Linked DNA regions of Mus musculus: region 1 is linked to region 2. A link is a contact called in public Hi-C data. All regions are on one chromosome and are shown on one strand. The core of a region is the stretch at or near the end of the contact, and the rest is flanking DNA. Distances in the headings are between cores, read along the strand shown. Region 1 overlaps Erc1 (ELKS/RAB6-interacting/CAST family member 1). Region 2 overlaps Wnt5b (wingless-type MMTV integration site family, member 5B).

What was found. Hi-C and Micro-C count contacts between places; a contact is called where the count stands out from the background.
Region 1: a contact with region 2 is called in a Hi-C map of pro-B cells, with 2.8 times the contacts expected there. The contact joins two enhancer-like sites. A contact is called at or near these places in 20 of 484 Hi-C or Micro-C datasets (the C10 cell line, CD4 T cells, CD8 T cells and 10 more), 5 of 115 datasets of contacts at active chromatin or transcription factors (T-cell acute lymphoblastic leukemia, embryonic stem cells, heart atrium and 1 more) and 4 of 9 other capture datasets (adipose tissue, embryonic stem cells, liver and 1 more).

What each region holds. Positions count from the first base shown.
Region 1 is chr6:119,620,451-119,623,150 of GRCm38.p6, reverse strand. All of the region lies in intron 18 of Erc1 (ELKS/RAB6-interacting/CAST family member 1), which reads left to right. Among named protein-coding and RNA genes, the nearest start is that of Wnt5b, 77 kb to the right of the region's middle. Within about 2 kb of position 1,325, at least 8 of the 459 cell types and tissues checked have an H3K27ac peak or open chromatin away from gene starts, as enhancers often do. A contact at or near this core is called in T-cell acute lymphoblastic leukemia and pro-B cells, where this site is marked.
Region 2 is chr6:119,500,799-119,503,498 of GRCm38.p6, reverse strand. All of the region lies in intron 1 of Wnt5b (wingless-type MMTV integration site family, member 5B), which reads left to right. Among named protein-coding and RNA genes, the nearest start is that of Gm30690, 16 kb to the left of the region's middle. Within about 2 kb of position 1,283, at least 48 of the 459 cell types and tissues checked have an H3K27ac peak or open chromatin away from gene starts, as enhancers often do. A contact at or near this core is called in T-cell acute lymphoblastic leukemia and pro-B cells, where this site is marked.

The DNA of each region.
Region 1 (2,700 bases), core at 76-2,575, 120 kb before region 2:
CCCAATGTTGGGCATTTCATCTAAGGTCCTTCTCTTTGAGTCCTGAAAGTCTCTCACCTCCCAGGTCTCTGGTGCATTCTGGAGGGTTCCCCCCAACCTCCTACCTCCCGAGGTTGCATGTTTCCATTCTTTTTGCTGGCCCTCAGTGATTTCAGTCATTTTCCCCCCACCCAATACCCAATCATGTTCCCCTCTCCACTCCCACATCTCCTTTCCTTCCCACCCTCCCCCTCCCCCACTTTGTGGTTGCTTTCTTCAACTGTAATTCATAAACATCAAAAGAATGGAAACCTAAGCTAGGGCTTCAACAGTTAGCATCAACGGAGTGCTTGCTCTGCTTTGCCGTCTGTTCCTTCTCAATGTCTGCTCATGTGGCAAAACGGATGGGTGCTCCCCTTAGCCACCTTTAGAAGAAGACTGACTTAAGACTTAAAAGCTCTCACCTCTCAGGCTTTCCAGCACTTGTGGTAAGGTTTCAATATGTGAACTTCGAGCCGAAACAAACATTCCGACTATGTGAGAGGTCACCAGAAGGCATTCTAGAAAACAAAAATGTAGTATCTCAGTCTGTTGATATATATTCTCTTTCTGCCATAAGCTAGAAGGACAGACTGACAAATATATATGTGTTAGATTAAAATATAAAGAACCTGAGTGTTCAACAATACAGGATAAGCAATCTATTCTATATGACCAGAAAAAATTAGGAGTGAGACTGTGAAAATTAATGTTTATCATTATCAGACTAATAATCCTAAAGAGTTATTAGGTGCTGAATTTAAGCTATGCCCCTTTCTAAATGCTTTTATTCTATTAGCTTAATTAACCAACCTGTACTATACAGTCTTTTAGTCAAAATCCATGATCTACCCCCATTTTAAAGATAGGGAAATTGAGGTTCAGAATTTACCTCATAGCATGCCTAAGGATAGATGACTAGTATATGGAAGTAGAATTTAAACTAAGCCAATTTGGCCCTGAAGTTCTTGCCCCTAGGCGTCATTCACTGGATATCTCTGTAACTTTTTTTTTCTTTTTTTTCTTTTTTTTTTTTTTTTTTTTGGAAATAATCAAAATGCTTTTACTTCACCATGAAATGTGTTGGAGATAAGCAGTCAAATTTTGACAAAGCCAGATGGCTGGAAAATTGAAACAGTATTTCCTCCCAGAGATGAACCCTGCAGGGTAGAGTGGAGTTTAAATGTATATAGAAATAGGTACCAGGTGAGGGTGAATCAGAGAGTGCTCCCTCTTACTAGTTCACTCCCAGGAGGAGGCAGAATGGAGGACTTGGTGCATTTGTTCCTGCCCATTGCTGTGTAACAGACCATGGCCAAAAGCAGTTGATAGAGGAAGTTTATTTTGGCCTACATTCCAGAGGGATAAGAGCCCGTTATGTCGGGTGAGCATGGCAGCAGGAACAGGAAGCTGAAGGTTCACTTTTGTTACCTTAAACAAAGAGCAGAGAGTTAACTGGAAGTAGGCAGTGTCCACTCCAGCAAGGCTGTGCCTACTAAACTTCCCCCAATGGGACCTCCAGCTGGAGACCAAGTGTTCAAATACCTGAGCCTATGGAGGACATCTCATTTAAACCACTTAAAATGTCTTAATATTGTTAGTGATTGTCACTCATAAAAGGAGTCATGGGGGATCTTTAACGTTATTCTTCAGATTGTGTTCATGGTAAACACTTAAAAACCATACGATATGACTTTTGATGCTTTAAAACTTTATTTGAACGATATTTTTATTGTGAACCATACATTACTTTTGTATATTCTGACTCAAATAAGTGGTCATAAGATGGTTGTAGGGTACTCATCTACCAGCTGCCCATAGTCAGGCTACCTTTGTAGTGAAGATAGAGGATCAAAAAGGCCTTTGGAACATTTGATTATTTTTGAAACCTAAATTATTTATTAGTTGCTGTTAAATTTATACATGTATCTTCTGTAGTAAGTTACACACTTTTTAATTCTCTAAGATTTTTCTAGATGATCTGTTAATTAATTTATAAGTAATAACTTCTTCCCAAATACTTACAGTCATAATATTTATATAAAATCTACCCAAAACTAAATGAGCTGTTTAAAATAATAAGTAGTTTCTTAGATAACATGGAAATGACTCCTACCTAAATATAAACTAAAATATTAATGTTACAGGATATCATTTATAGTACAACCTATCCTTAATTATCAGTATAAAAAATGTAGTGTATAAAGCTTTGAGACTGTTGTCTTCCCTGCACAAAGTTACCTACCTGTTTCAGCTCAAGTGACTACAACAAATACCATAGAGTAGGTGGCTGAAATAGTAGTTTATCTGTTTGCTCACAGTATAGAGGTCTGGAGGTCCAAGGTAAAGTTTCTGCTGACTCCTTTCCTGGTGGGAGCACTCCTCACCAGGGCTAGCTTCTCTGTGTTCACATGGAGGAGTTCTTTGACTCATTTGCTCTCGGAACAGCTACAGCCACAAGGTAGGTGTCAACCCTTCGACTCCACTGAGTCTGAATTCATTCCTAAAGACCTTGTCTCTAGAAGCAGTGACATTGGGGTTAGAGCTTCAGTATTTGAATTGCTTTGACTAAACCCTTGGCAGTATCCTCCCAAAGTCTGTGTTTAGTTGATTTTATTGTGGATGGGACTATTTTCATACTCATGAACGTCTTTAAGGTATTTGTTGCTCTACGGTGTATCA
Region 2 (2,700 bases), core at 34-2,533:
ATGTTAATAAGATGCCGATGTTGACCTCTGGCCTCCCCATGCAGGATTCCCTTGGCAGGGACACAGAAATTACCAGAGTCTTTTGAGACCATGCTGAGATTTTAATAGATTTCCAGTAAGGTTTCTGCTGCAAGATGGTGCCTGATGTGTTTTCAGTCTCCGTTAAAAGTTCTGTCTCCTCATGGGAAACTCAGTAGAGTCCTATGCTCTGGGGATCCCAGATTGTCACCCACGTCCTTTGAGTCCTTCCAGAAGTCACCTCTGTGGGAACTAGCCTAATCCCATGAGCCTGGCTTTAATCACTCCATAAGGTAGATCCTTCCCGACCCAAACATCCAAAGATCACGCCACCTCTAACAGGTATCTTAGTTGCTCTCTCACATTAGGGATCACGTTTCGGTACGATTTTTTTTTTTTAGAGACAAATTAATTTCAGACCATAGCATCCCTTGTAAAGTCATCCACTATAATCAAAATACAGGACATTGCTCCACCCTAAAATCTTCCTTTTGTCCCTTTGCAATCTGATTCGGGTTTTGTTCATGCAAATAACGAGCCTGTCTAAATACAGGAATTTTGTGTTTATTTCGTATTTGTGTGTGGTATGTGTACATAGATGCACATGGGTGTGGAGGCCGGGGTTAAACAGTAGGTTCCCTTCCATGATTTCTCTCCACCTTTGTTTTTGGGCTCTTTAAGTGAAATTTTAGGGTTCCCCCTGCCTTGTCTTCGACTATCTGGGCCCAGCTTTTTTTTTTTTTTTTTTTTTTTTCCTTTTATGTGGGTCTGGGGCTCTTACACTTACATGGCAGGTATTTTACTGAGCATATCTCCAGATCCACAGGAATGTTTTAACCAAATCAAAACACTGTTTATTACATAATAGGCCTTTTGAATTCCCAAGTGAGCCTCAGTTGACTTTAGCACATAGCCCTCAGGGTACACCCCAAAGTCCTCTCACTGGGCCACCAAGCAGAGTCCTGCCTCGTTTTTGAAAGCATGCCAAGGGACCCCGACTGGCAAACATCCAGCAGAGGCTAGAAAGTAGCCTCTAAGTAAAGACTCTGCACCTGCACTACAGATTCAGTTGTAACTTGTCACCAAGAAGTCACCAGAGAACTGTGACCAAGAAGATGATAGAGCCGTGTCAGTACCTTAGCAAAACACCCTCGTGGAAATCGGGTCGAAATTAGAAAGGGTAAGATATGTCTTACGTGTGATAGCAGGGAGGGCATGAGAGGCTGAGCAGAGAGCTTGCAGCCTCTCAGCATGAAGCAAGCAGTGAGGCAGCCGAGGCATTGCTGGAAACCGGAAGTGACTGAAAGGGAACAGTCTCGCGCTTCTTTCAAAATCTAGTGCTGTGTGAATAAACTAGACCTAGTTTACTTTACATGTGACCCAACATCATAGTGTTTCTGAGAAAACATAAGGTCTGGGGACAGGGAGATCCTCAGCAGGTCAAGGCCTTTGCGGCTGAACCTGATGACTTGAATTTGATCCCTGAGCCCCACATACTGGAAGAAGAGAATTAGAACCACGGGTGTCTTCTGACCTCCTCACATATGCAGTGGTACCCACTCCTGCGCACATACAAACACACAAGATGAATGTTTTTTTTTAAAAGAAGACATAGGCTGGGCAGTGATGGCACACACCTTTAACCCAGCATTCATGGGGCAGAGGCAGGTGGATCTCCGTGAGTCTGGTCTACAGAGTGAGTTCCAGGACAGCCAGGAATACACAGAGAAACCCTGTCTCAAAAAAGAATGAAAGAAGGGAGGGAGAGAGGGAGGTAGGGAAGAAGGGAGGGAGAGAAGGAGAGAGAGAGGCAGGGAGGGAGGGAGGGACAGAGGGAGGGAGAGAGGGAGGTAGGGAAGAAGGGAGGGACAGAGGGAGGGAGAGAGGCAGGCAGGGAGGGAGGGAGGGAGGGAGGGAGGGAGGGAGGGAGGGACAGAGGGAGGGAGAGAGGGAGGTAGGGAAGAAGGGAGGGACAGAGGGAGGGAGAGAGGCAGGCAGGGAGGGAGGGAAGGAGGGAGGGAGGGAGGGAGGGAGGGAAGAAAAGGAGGGAGGGAAGAAGGGAGGGAGAGAGGCAGGGAGGAAGGGAGGAAGGGATTCTCTGACACCAGGACCAGAAGAGGATCCCGATTTGGGTTCCACTAGATCAGATACTTGTCTTATCAGAGCAGCCATCACGGCCCTGGGGGTGTGACTCAGTGGGTAACTGAATGTTGGCCCAGCACCCACATAAAGAAAAGTGGGTACACAGAGACTGAAGAAATGACCATCCAGAGACTGCCCCACCTGGGGATCCATACCATAAACAACCACCAAAACCAGACACTATTGTGGATGCCAGCAAGCGTTTGCTGACATGACCCCGATATAGCTGTCTCCTGAGAGGCTCTGCCAGTGCCTGACAAATACAGAAGTGGATGCTCACAGCCATCCATTGGATGGAGCACAGGGCCCCCAATGGAGGAGCTAGAGAAAGTACCCAAGGAGCTGAAGGGGTCTGCAACCCTATAGGTGGAACAACAATATGAACTAACCAATAACCCCAGAGCTCGTGTCTCTAGCTGCATATGTAGCAGAGAATGGCCTAGTCGGTCATCAATGGGAGGAGAGGCCCTTGGTCCTGTGAAGGTTCTATGCCCCAGTATAGGGGAATGCCAGGGCCAGGAAGAGGGAGTGGGTGGGTTG